Linked DNA regions of Bombyx mori: region 1 is linked to region 2. The links are chromatin contacts, called in public Hi-C maps. All regions are on one chromosome and are shown on one strand. Each heading gives the region's core, a stretch centred on a gene start, on an enhancer-like site or on the middle of the called end of the contact. The rest is flanking DNA. Distances are from core to core; before and after follow the strand shown. Region 1 holds the start of LOC119628358 (ATP-dependent Clp protease proteolytic subunit). Region 2 holds the start of LOC101740758 (putative uncharacterized protein DDB_G0282133).

Region 1 (5,694 bases), core at 1,225-3,724, 770 kb before region 2:
TGCTTCGCAGAATCTACCACCGGATCGGAAACGCGACCCACTGAAAAGATCCGGCGAGAAACTCAGTGGGCTGTATCTGAGAGTTAATTTACTCGTCGAGCCCTTCGTCGCAAGCGACGGGTTCGACGAGAACGGTGACCGGTGCTTGAAGTACCTAAAAGCACCGTTAGTGGATCGGGAGGATCCGAGATGACGTGTTTTGGGCGACGTCGACTGCTTTCCATTCTGTCCGCAGGATCGGGAATGTAGTTACCGGCGGCCACGATGAGAGGGTTCTCGTGTCGTGCCGCTTTATCGAAGTGGCGCATGGACGCCGACTGAAGATACTTACTGATGGACTCTAAGTCCAGGTCGTCATGGAGGTCGACGTTCCTGACGAACCACGGGGCTCCGACGGCTATCCTGCAAAAACGGGATTGAATGATTTGGAATGATTTTAAGTGTATGCGGGCCGCGTGAGCGAACACTACACTTGCATAGGTCATGACGGGGCGTATGCAAGTTTTGTAGAGTGTCACCTTATTTCTAAGGGACATTTTACTTCGCCTACATATCATCGGGTAGAGACGTCCTAGAATGAAGGCGGCACGGTCGCGTACCGTCTTAATGTGGGGGCGGAATGTCATCCTACTGTCGAGGGTGACGCCTAAATATTTGACCTTCGGGGCCCACGGTATGGGCTGGTCGAACATCGTGATTGGGCGAGTGGCGGGGGCGGAGGTGTTGACGCGCCTAGTCGGGAGGGGGATGCTCAGCGTGGTGTTCGGAGGGCGACCCCTTTTGAAGAGCACCGCTGTGCTTTTCGTGAGGTTGATGTCGATGCGCCACTTCCGGAACCACTGTCCCATGGTGGTAGCTGCGGTCTGAAGTCGTCGATGAAGCAACGCCTTCTTCCTACACGAGTAGTAGATGGCGGTGTCATCGGCGAAGAGCGCCAGATGGGTCTCCGGAGACCGGGGTATATCATTGATATACAAACTAAATAGTAACGGGGAGAGGGCGGAGCCTTGCGGGACTCCGGCTGTGACGTGACGGGGCCGGGAACGCGTTCCCTCGACTCGCGCAGTTCCCTGCAACGTTCTAAAAGTATTAAGGTTATCGAGGTCAACGATCTTAGTGTGGCTAGACAAATTCACATCCCTCCTGAGAATCATCACTAAGATCCATAGACAATACTACCATGGACTGCTTAATTAAACACATCTATTTCCTGATCCCCACCTTTTTTCATTTTCAACGTCCATTGTTAACCTATACTTGATCAGACCTTAATAAATTTGGTCAACTCTGTAATCTGAACAGATTATACTTTATATTCATCTATACTCGGAAGCACGTACAATATACCTTATTTCATTGTTTTAGTAAAATAAATATTGCTCTAAAAGCATTATACTTTAATTTCAGTGGTGATTCTGGGAGTGCTTTGGTCAATTGTAATGGAAAAACTCATCAAATAGGGATAATATCATGGAATATCAATAAATATCCAAGCATTGCAATATATACAAATGTTAGCTATTACTATGATTGGATCTTTAGAAATTTTAAATTATTGTACTGCACGTACAGTAAAGACACCAAAATATGAAAATAAAAACATAAAAACTGAAAGTTACTGTTGAAAATAATGCTACTTAATTGTGAAACAATTATGTAACAAAATAAATACTAAACTTTATAAATTTGTTTTATTTTATTCAAATTAAATAATTCATAACAACTAGCAAATATCAATTACTACTACTAGTAGCAGTACTAGGTGCACACTCCTGTTCGACAGCATGTGAAGGAGGATGCTCTAACACAGTGTCTATTATACCAAAGGTCTTTGCTTCGATTGGGGACATAAAACAATCACGCTCCATTGACGACTGCACTTTCTCTAACGCTAAGCCTGTGTGTCTCACATATAAATTATTTATTTGTGCTTTCAGTTTTAAAATCTCTTCCGCCTGTATCTGTATATCAGTAGCTTGACCTCGTACTCCTCCAGATGGCTGATGTATCATGATCCGAGAGTTAGGTAGCGCGTGTCGCATTCCGGGGGCTCCAGCGGCCAGCAACAAAGATGCCATGCTGCATGCCTGACCGACGCACCACGTCGCTATTGGGGGAGTGATGTACTGCATTGTATCGTAGATACCGAGACCAGCGGTTACAGCTCCACCAGGAGAATTAATGTACAAATGGACAGGCTTTTTACTCGACTCCGACTGCAGGAATAGTAATTGTGCTACGATCAAGGAACTTATATCATCGTTAATCGGCCCCATTAAACATATGATTCTCTCGCGAAGTAATCTCGAGTAAATGTCGTATGCACGCTCACCTCTACCAGTTTGTTCGACTACAATCGGTATCATACCCAGTAACTTTGGCAGACTGGTATTAATTTGCCTTGTTACATTGTAGACATTAGTTATTCCAACGCACAATCTTCGGCCTACTCGACCTATGGAACTCAACGCCATTGTAAATATCAAAGTTTTATTGTCTTACTTTTAAAATATTCTGTGAGATATATATCCAGTTGGCGGGGAGTGCTTTAGTTTAATAGGCACTTAATAAATTTAATTTTGATCTACATTTACATATTTTTAAAAACTTTGTTCCTATTTTTTATTTTGACATTTGTCACAAAATTGGCAAGATCGTTTTTAATCAATGTCAATTAGTAATAGTCATTCCATTTTTCTACCTGGAAAGGCGAAGATATCATACCATACAACTTAATTTTCTTTATATTGTATTTTATAAAAAACGATTGTTTAATAATTAAACCAAGGGAGATATCATACATGAGATCAAAATATGTAGTTTCAGTAAAACAGTGGTTATTTACAGCGACTTTTGAAAGAAACCGAGAAGCTACGTCCAGCAGCTTTGTTTCATTTTCCTATATTTGTGCACTTTCACAGATACTAAGCAATTAGAAAAACATGGTTGCAGGTTTTAAACTAAAAAAAACTTAATTCATACTTAGAAAACAGATTTTCCGTTTTTTAATGATCTTAGCAGGACTGGAAATGAAAACGATGCCCATATGCTATTACTGAACTTCAAGAGTAAAAATTTGTAAAAGGTGAAATAACCGCACAGTAAAATAGAAGTAATTTCTAAGGCTTACATTAGCCTCAGACGAACCTGAGAAAACAGTTAATAAATTGTGATTATCACAAGCTTACTTAATACACTACACACACTAGTAGTAGGTTTTGAGTTAAATGGAACAAACGAAACACGTTTCTCACAATTTTCGGCCTTCTTTACAATAAAAATCGAAGGCACGATATCCACGCTTTTTTTTTAAGTTTCGAAAATTACAATAAAAATATTCCAGAAAATCCGCGTAAAAATTTACCTACATTGGCTTATAGCCAACATTTAGTGCGAGGGTTTCGTCAACACGGTAGGGATTATAATTTACCACCGCATTCCGCTATCTACCGCCTTCATTCTCTTTAAAAACATATTCATGACATTTACGTTTTTTGTTTACAGAAAAAATAAAAAATCTATGATTTTGTCCGCGTTTTCCGCAAACCCCTCTAAATGAGACGTGAATTTACTTCAATAAAAACTCATATAGGTATATAAATAATCATATCCATTATTTAAAAAACAATTACATAGGTACTTATATCGATAAAGTTATCACATTTTTTTACGAAAGTATAAAACAATTTGCCGGATACTTTCATACTTAAATATTTCAGTTATTTCTTAAATTGACATTCTTATTTATAGTCACATTAAAGGTACAATCCATCGAAAGATGATCATAAATAAATTGCATATTTCAAAATAGTAGTCTCGCCTGTGTAGAAACAAAATCATATAACATCATTCACATACACCACACTACAATTTTATAAACTTAATAAACAGTACATAAGTAGTAGTTATACCTGAGTAGTAAGTAAATGTAAAGTATTTGAGTGATATCCTTGTGTTAAATGTCATTGATAATTTAGAATAAAGATTTTCTCTACAATTATCTACTTATTTTGCTGTTGTCGTTTTCTTAATTTCATTAATGCCTCCAGCCTTTTTCTTTCTAATAATTCTTTCAAATCATTGGATTTATTTGTTACAGTATCAACTTTATTTGCATTATTACTAGGAAACTTTGGTTGAAACTTTGTAATATTTTGTTTTAATAAAACATTTTCATTAAGTTTTTCTGTGGGTAAGTTATTTACAGCTTGTGATTTTATTGGTTTTGTTTCCAGACTTCGGCATACATTATTCTTAGTATTAGGCAACAGTTTAGCAGATTGATAAATGAAATTTGGTTCACTGTTTGAATTTATTTTTAGATTCTTCTGTGATTGACTTTGCTGTTTTGTCTGCATAGATGTGAAGGGCAGTAACCTTTTGGCAAGTAATTTTTCTCTGGCTAACCGATGTTTCCGTTCTATTTCTTCTTGGGTACATTTTATTGGTGAACAATCAGATTCTGTAACATATATTACATTGTTTATTTACTGATAGCTGTCCATAACAACGAATGCTATAAAGCATTGGAAATGTTAGAAATAAGGTAGAGACAATGAAAAACATGAGCCTGAAATGTAGAAAAAGTGTGTCTTCATTTTGTCTGTGACTTGCAAAAGGTGAAGAAAATACATACAAATGATTGTGTATTGACATGGAGCTAATTATAAAGGAAAAAGTGTACTTAGCGCATACCTCAAATTAATATTATATTTTATTTACCTGCAACCTAAAGTTAAATTAATTTTATTTGTTGCATCATATTGTCATACTTGTAGGATCTGTACTAGTTTGTTTACAGAAATGATTCCTTTAGTTATTATTTATATGTTTGTTTTAAGAAAACTTACCACCACTGCTGATATTCTTCTCAGTTGGCATAGTATTATACCTGCCAAAGACCATGCCACTTGTAGAAGGTTTATTTACATTCAGTGATGGTGATTCCGGCATAGTGCTGTGTCGAATGAATGACAATGACTTGGGGCTTGCATTGTGAACTATAACTTCTTTCACTTTCCAACTACTACCAGTCTTGTTAGTTTCATCCATTTTAACTGGCATTTGAGTCAATTGTTCGAATACGCTGTCATTCAAATTCTCAACAAGATTATCAAAAGAGTCATTGTTAATGCATGGCATTTCACTTTTCTTTACTTTGTTAACTATTGGTGAACCTAGCTTTACATTACCTAAAAGTGTATCCATTGAATTATAATTAGTTTTCACATCAACATACTTCCTTTTTGCTGGATTTACTTTTGGCGGGGTTACTTCATCATCAAACGCAATGTCTTCAACAATTTGACTGGCTTTGATCAAACATTCATTCATTGAATCATCAGATTCTATCACATTTTCATTCTCTGGTTTAGTAAACTTTGAACTTAACACATTTTTCCGTAAGCAGTTGTGTTTTGTTTTTCGTCCACTTTTTGGTGAATAATCAGATGAATCACTAAATAAATCCTCTTCACTACCTGAATGGGTTTTGACACCAGACTCTTTAGGGTTTTTTTTAATTAATTCAGACAAGTTTTGATTTAATTCAATAAGATCATTAAATAATTCTGTTCTTTTCTGCGTTGAACGGAGTGCTCTGCGTTTTGAAATATGTTTATCAATAAGTTTTGGACGTTGAATTCTTTTAGCTTTCCTACCAATGGGTGTTGCATTTTTATCATGAATTTTGTT
Region 2 (5,967 bases), core at 1,739-4,238:
GAATAGCCCCAAAAGCTACCAGCGAATAGGTAGTTAAAAAAGTTATAATCATTTAAATCAGGCGGTTTTGAATTACTCTAATCTCTTATCTTTAGTAGATACATGATTTCGCGTTTAGCTTTGTAAATGTATCACTTCTTTTCGAATGTTTTGTTACATATTACGTTCTTGAATTTGAATAACGTAAGATGATTACAAAAGTAAAACCACTTGTATGTAGTGAAAAGTCGATAGTCATTTAAAAATAACCACAAAATAATTATTCTTGTCAGCATCAAGCTAAGCTAAATAGGAAACTATTGATTAATTTTTCACAGTAGGGGAAGTGTACTTAATCATCTTCATAGAAATGCTTTTATTACTGTAAATAGGTATTACACTTAATAAATGTTTGATGAGTGTAATGGATATTTTTTATTTTATTTAAACTCTTCAAAAAAATTCAGTAGTATAAAAAACTTAAACAACGTAACATTTATTACCTAAACCTAACCTAATTATAAATAGTTATTTACAATACAAAATTTAAGACACTAGAAAACAAATATGTAAATGCCCAATAACAATAAGTCTCAACTGAAACTATGGAACTGGTTGTGCTGTGGGATAATCATACCGTTTTGAAGGATATTCTTCATGAGGCTTTGAAGAATAGTGTTGTTGCTCGGTAGTATACTGGACCTGTTGATCATTAGGGTAGTTCTCCTGTATAGGAGGATATAGGTTGTGTTGTACTGTAGAGTAAGAAGTTTGTTTTATTGTGGTGTACTGATGTTCCGGAAGGTAGTGCTCAGGTATCTCTGTGGTATAATCATCTTCTGAAGAGAAATCATCTGGTTCTTTTTGTTTTTCTTTGTTTGCACATGGTGTGGTACCTGTTTCACTAATAATAATATCATTCCATTTTGGTAAGGTTTTGGGATGAGGTAGACTTGAATTTAATACTTCACGTACATATTCATAAGCTTTAGAAGAGTAGGAATTCAATGTTAGGCAGAACTTTCTAATTGCAAGCGAATAATGTATTTTCTTTTTACGGTTTACATATATATTTCGAAATAACTCCAGGGGTACTTCATTTAATGTTGGCACTTTTTCGATTTTAGGATCAATTAAATATTTGTCTTTTATTCCTTTCAATATTGTTTTCAATGATTTGTTTTTTCTTTTGAGTCGGCGAACCTTTTGATTGAGTGTTTTAATTTTTCTATTATTCTCTAATTTAATTCTTTTATGTTTACGAAGTTCTTTTTCTAAGCACACTCGATAAGACCCCTCAATTACAGAATCAATCTCAGATTCTGATACTGAATTTTCATCAGGTAACTCATTTGATTCATTTGAACTTTGTAACTTATTGCACTCACTTGTTTCATGACTAGTAGGCAGTTCATTGCATTCAGACATTTCACTAGTACCAGCTAGTTCACTGGGCTCTGGTATCAGTATTTGAATGGCAGGTTCTAATTTAGATGTGGCCGTAGAATCTGATGACCTTGAGTTTTCAGAATCTTGGCTTGGACATTCTTGACTACCCGGACTATCTGGACTGGACTGGAGAATGCTTTCAGATAACTGAGAGCGACTTATGTTCTGGTAAAGAAGTGAAATATAATTTTTTTTTGTGTCTTAATTAAGATTAACCAAATTAAGAATAATAGCGAATTAGTAATAGGTACAAACCTTTTTAGGTACAACATTTTTTCTTACCCTTTGAAGGCCATTATCTGTAAAGTACAAATCCTTTTCCTCAAAATGTGCAGAGCATACAGTACTAAACTTTGAAGGGACCCATTTTTCGTCGTTTCTACTCTTTCTTATTATTGTTGTCCATTTGTGCTTTATAACACGATCCCTCGGAAATCTGTAAAATAATTTGAAATTAATGTTTTACAAAATAAATTTGACTTCGCCTGACTTAGTTTTACAAGTAATTAAGAATTAAGGTTAATCTTTACGTGATTACTGACTTGTGAAAAGACACTCCAGCATGTTTCGTATGTAATGATGATTTATTTCTGCAATTTTTTATAACACAAGACGGCATTTTCTTTTGTTTATAGACTCATAGTACTCTGTGACACTCTGTGTGTAGACTAGTCTGTACTGTTGACTAAACGGGTGACATGACAATAACATATGATGACAGTAAAGTAGTGGTTTCCATTTTCCGACTAGAAAGCCAAAGGTATTGCCCCGTACAGCCTTTTGTATTTTCTGTTTTATGAAAGATGATATGAAGCAAAATGAAATTAGGTTGGTTAATTGGAATTGATTTATTTCATTTTCACAGATACTAAACAGTTAATAAAACACCAATTATTACACATTTAACCCTAACATACACTAAATTATTAATAAAGTAAAACAATTCACACAACTTCGCTTCTCGAATTCCCGCCAAAAATTCAGTGACAAAAACTGCTTGACGTGACTGCTTTCTTCTTAATTTTTTTTAGCTTTGTCCATGGGATTATTAGCAAAGAAGTCAAATAATTACAGAAACCTTTAAAAATAGTCTTGCTAAAATAAAGTAAAATTACTGATAACTTTATTTAACGCTTAGGCGAGCTCACGGCCTCAGCCTGCGTGTCTTTGCTAACATCTGCCCTTTTTAATTTTTTTAACACTGGGGAATCCATTTACGGATACCCGGTCGAGAGGGGTTACGGACCGGGTTATATCTGACTCCGGCGTCTCCTGAAAGGAAGAGGAGGAGAAGAGAAGGACTGAGGTCCTCCACCTCCCCTAATTTCTCACAGGAGACTACGCCTTGAAATAGGTGCGCGAGGCACTAGCCCCGCTGAACCGACTACCGACTAAACGCCATCGAGCTCCACTACACCGACTTCACAAAACTTACGGCACCGCAGTACGCGCCGAAAGTCCTGCCACATACTTCAAATATTTTTTTGTAAGAAACGGGTAAGCCATGTTTTATCCGGCAATATTGTTCCGTTTTATTGTCATAGATTTACATCCGAGAAAATTAATGTTCAAGAGAGACGAAAGTTTAATTTTGGTAAATGTGATGAATGCATTGACATCTGCTACGTGGAGATTCGAAGGACATCTTGGAGAAATGCTTCTTGTATATGTTCTTATTGTTTCCTATTGTTTCAAAATCCAGTCGCTATAATTATATGAATGCAATAACGCGTTCTTTTCATAAGTACTGAACGAAAAATCAGCCATGTTTATTTTGAAATGTCAACATTGATCAGAAATGTCAAATAAATATTATTTTGTTTAATTCCGCGCTAAATATTTCATTAAAAACTAAAGTTATTAAAGTGTGTGATCATTTAAAAATCGTATTGAGTAAAAATTCTTTCTGCAAATCATTAAAAGAGTGTCAGTTTTCCTGAGATATGTTTTAACACCTTCAATATGAGGCGAGGTCACTTAAGTTCAGGCGGTTGGCGGACTGAAAATCCCAGACAACATAGGCCTAGAAACCCAGGAAACCCACGCTTCAGGCCTCCCAGACCGTATAATCTTCACAATCCTAACAGGTTAGAAAAATTTGCGGCGCTCATTATAATTTTGATATCAGAAGTATCTTGAGTATGTATTGGACAAAATGAGAAAATATTCGTTTCAAAGCATTATTTAATTTAATTTATTGATCCTAGTAATGTCTGTTAGTGTTTTAAAATTGTTTTTGTAATCAAATAATTTTATAAATTTTAGGTTCCCACATCCAGGGCCTAGACTACACAGACCGCCTCATTTTGGAAATTATCCTAATAGAGGAGACCAGCATTATGATGACTATACTGACCATTATGAGAGACACACTTACAGAAACCATAACAGTCCTCAGCGCAATAGCTCCCTTAATTCTAGACATAGAGGTCATTACCAAAATAGAGGAGGAGGCCAAAGGCAAATACTTCCATACCTCCAACAAACAAGAACACTTGAAACTCAAATTTCAAATATTAAATGTTATGATAACAATAAATCACAAGCATACCATATAAACAGCATGGGTGATGTCGACCACAGAATTGTTGCTAACAATTCACTTGCTCAAGAAAGACTTTTAAATCACAGTCCTTGGGTAAACCCTCATTTTGATTGCAAATCATACCAAAATAAAAGCCCTCAAAAACATCATTTAAAGTACAATGAAAATATCGAAAATAAAAACAGTCAACCAAACTATCCAGGACACAGACCCCCTGCTTCTGATCACTACAGTACCACTCCTGATTTAGAAAACACAAATAATGATATATCATTCAGCAGGTCTATAGATGATACTGTAGATATTGTTAGAAAGCGACTTTTAAACAGGAATGAGCCTCCAAGTCCATCTTGTGATGATCCAAATGAAAATCAAATGACTACAATCAACACATCATCAATTCCATATGAGAATCCTCAACAAGAGCAGCCTGTAAAGAGAAGAGTGCAGAGACAAAGACAAATAGAAAAATCGAACTGTGACAAAATGAAAAACAATATTGTGAAACAGTTATTCAAAATGGACAAAGACAAAATACATAAATTGATGGACAACCCTAATTCATCAACAAAATTTGAATATGCAATAAACAGTTTTATAACAGAATCTCAGAACAGCTTGAATCGTCACATGAGATCATTAGCCGAGAAATCTCTCAGTAGTTCCAGTCATGACTTTATTCACAACGACAATAATACTATTTATGAAGACACATTCATGAAGCAGATGCAGTGTATCTTAGATCCGCAAGATACAGTTTTACTTGAAGACATAAAACCACTTGTTTTGGCTGAACTTAGTAAGATTTTGAAATTAAATAATGTGCAACAGGTGTATGAGATTGCAGAAACTGAAGATAACACTTATAGTGCAGAACATGTTGATTATGATTATCATAGTGAAAATATATATAACGATAATTATGCACAAGAAAGATATTTAAATCAAGATGAAATTGATGATTATACTGATTTCCACGGTGGTGAGGTACCAAAATTTGATGAACAGGATGAGATGAAACATCCCATTCAAAGTCACCCTAATAATCTGTATAGAAGACGAAGCTCAGAGAGTTTTAAAAGTACAGAAAATAAAAGAAACAATACCAACCAACAGGTAATTCCTGAAATAAAGCCCTTGTTTGAAACACACAGAGAACAGAGCTCTGAAGATGAAGATCCTTTTGCTGAATTAGACAGGCAATACCATGTTCCAGTTGACCACACTTTTCTAGAAAGTGAGGACTGCATAAATCCGTCCACTTCAACATCAAAGTCAGCCAATGAGTTTGTTTCACCTAAAACTGAAAAACCCTCATTAGATGATATTCCAAATCATTCTGAACAGATAAAAAATGAGATACAAATCAAAAATAACTCAGATTTATGTATAAAACTAGAAAACACTTTTCTTGAGCAAGATCCAAATGTAATAAGTGAAATCATTACAAATGATTTAACATGTTCGGTAGAGAGCCCAGTTCAGAATGCATCAATGCAATCTTATTCAGAAACAATGAAAAAACATTTTACAAGCACTGAGATAAAAGAAGAAATAAATCCAGTACCTAAATATGTTGAAAAAAAAATTTCAGAAAAAGATTTAATTACAAACAAAGAGATTGTACCTACAAGTTCTCGTAAAAGATCAATTGACCAAAGACCGTATCATCGAAAAGAAAAACGTAAAAAAAGTGATCCAGGACTTTACGATTCCAACAAACATAATAGTAATAAAAACACAAATAAAAATGTAAATAGTGGCACCTCAAAAAATGTTGAGAATTCTGAAGATGTTCCAAAACCATTGTTTAATTTGTTCTTATCAAAGAATGAGAATAATAAACATCCATCCAAAGATGCTAAAAGGTTAGAAACTGGAGACAAGGGATACTCAGATAAATATGTCAAAAGGAAAGAATATACAAAAAAACATAGACATACAACACCAATGAAAAAACATAATAATACTAACTATAGTCATTCCATAATATC

What was found. Hi-C and Micro-C count contacts between places; a contact is called where the count stands out from the background.
Region 1: a Hi-C map of middle silk gland shows a contact between it and region 2, with 2.2 times the contacts expected there. The contact joins the promoter of LOC119628358 here to the promoter of LOC101740758 in region 2. A contact is called at or near these places in 3 of 7 Hi-C or Micro-C datasets (middle silk gland, posterior silk gland and whole pupa).

The regions. Positions count from the first base shown.
Region 1 is chr25:10,896,004-10,901,697 of ASM3026992v2, reverse strand. It overlaps LOC119628358 (ATP-dependent Clp protease proteolytic subunit), which reads right to left and starts at 2,474. Exons shown (of 1, transcript XM_038020330.2): 1 at 1,678-2,474. The coding sequence starts at 2,474. The coding sequence ends at 1,734. LOC101737844 reads right to left here. Exons shown (of 3, transcript XM_004921729.5): 2 at 4,851-5,694; 3 at 3,594-4,462. The coding sequence ends at 4,002. It overlaps LOC101740349 (transmembrane protease serine 11D), which reads left to right. Exons shown (of 3, transcript XM_012689698.4): 3 at 1,408-2,639. The coding sequence ends at 1,591.
Region 2 is chr25:10,125,705-10,131,671 of ASM3026992v2, reverse strand. LOC101740758 (putative uncharacterized protein DDB_G0282133) reads left to right here and starts at 2,988. Exons shown (of 7, transcript XM_004921836.5): 1 at 2,988-3,515; 2 at 3,694-5,967. The coding sequence starts at 3,391. LOC101738513 (DNA transposase THAP9) reads right to left here and starts at 2,131. Exons shown (of 3, transcript XM_062676188.1): 1 at 1,971-2,131; 2 at 1,711-1,864; 3 at 391-1,593. The coding sequence starts at 2,047. The coding sequence ends at 583. It overlaps LOC101740619 (dihydrolipoyllysine-residue succinyltransferase component of 2-oxoglutarate dehydrogenase complex, mitochondrial), which reads left to right. Exons shown (of 10, transcript XM_012688929.4): 10 at 1-404.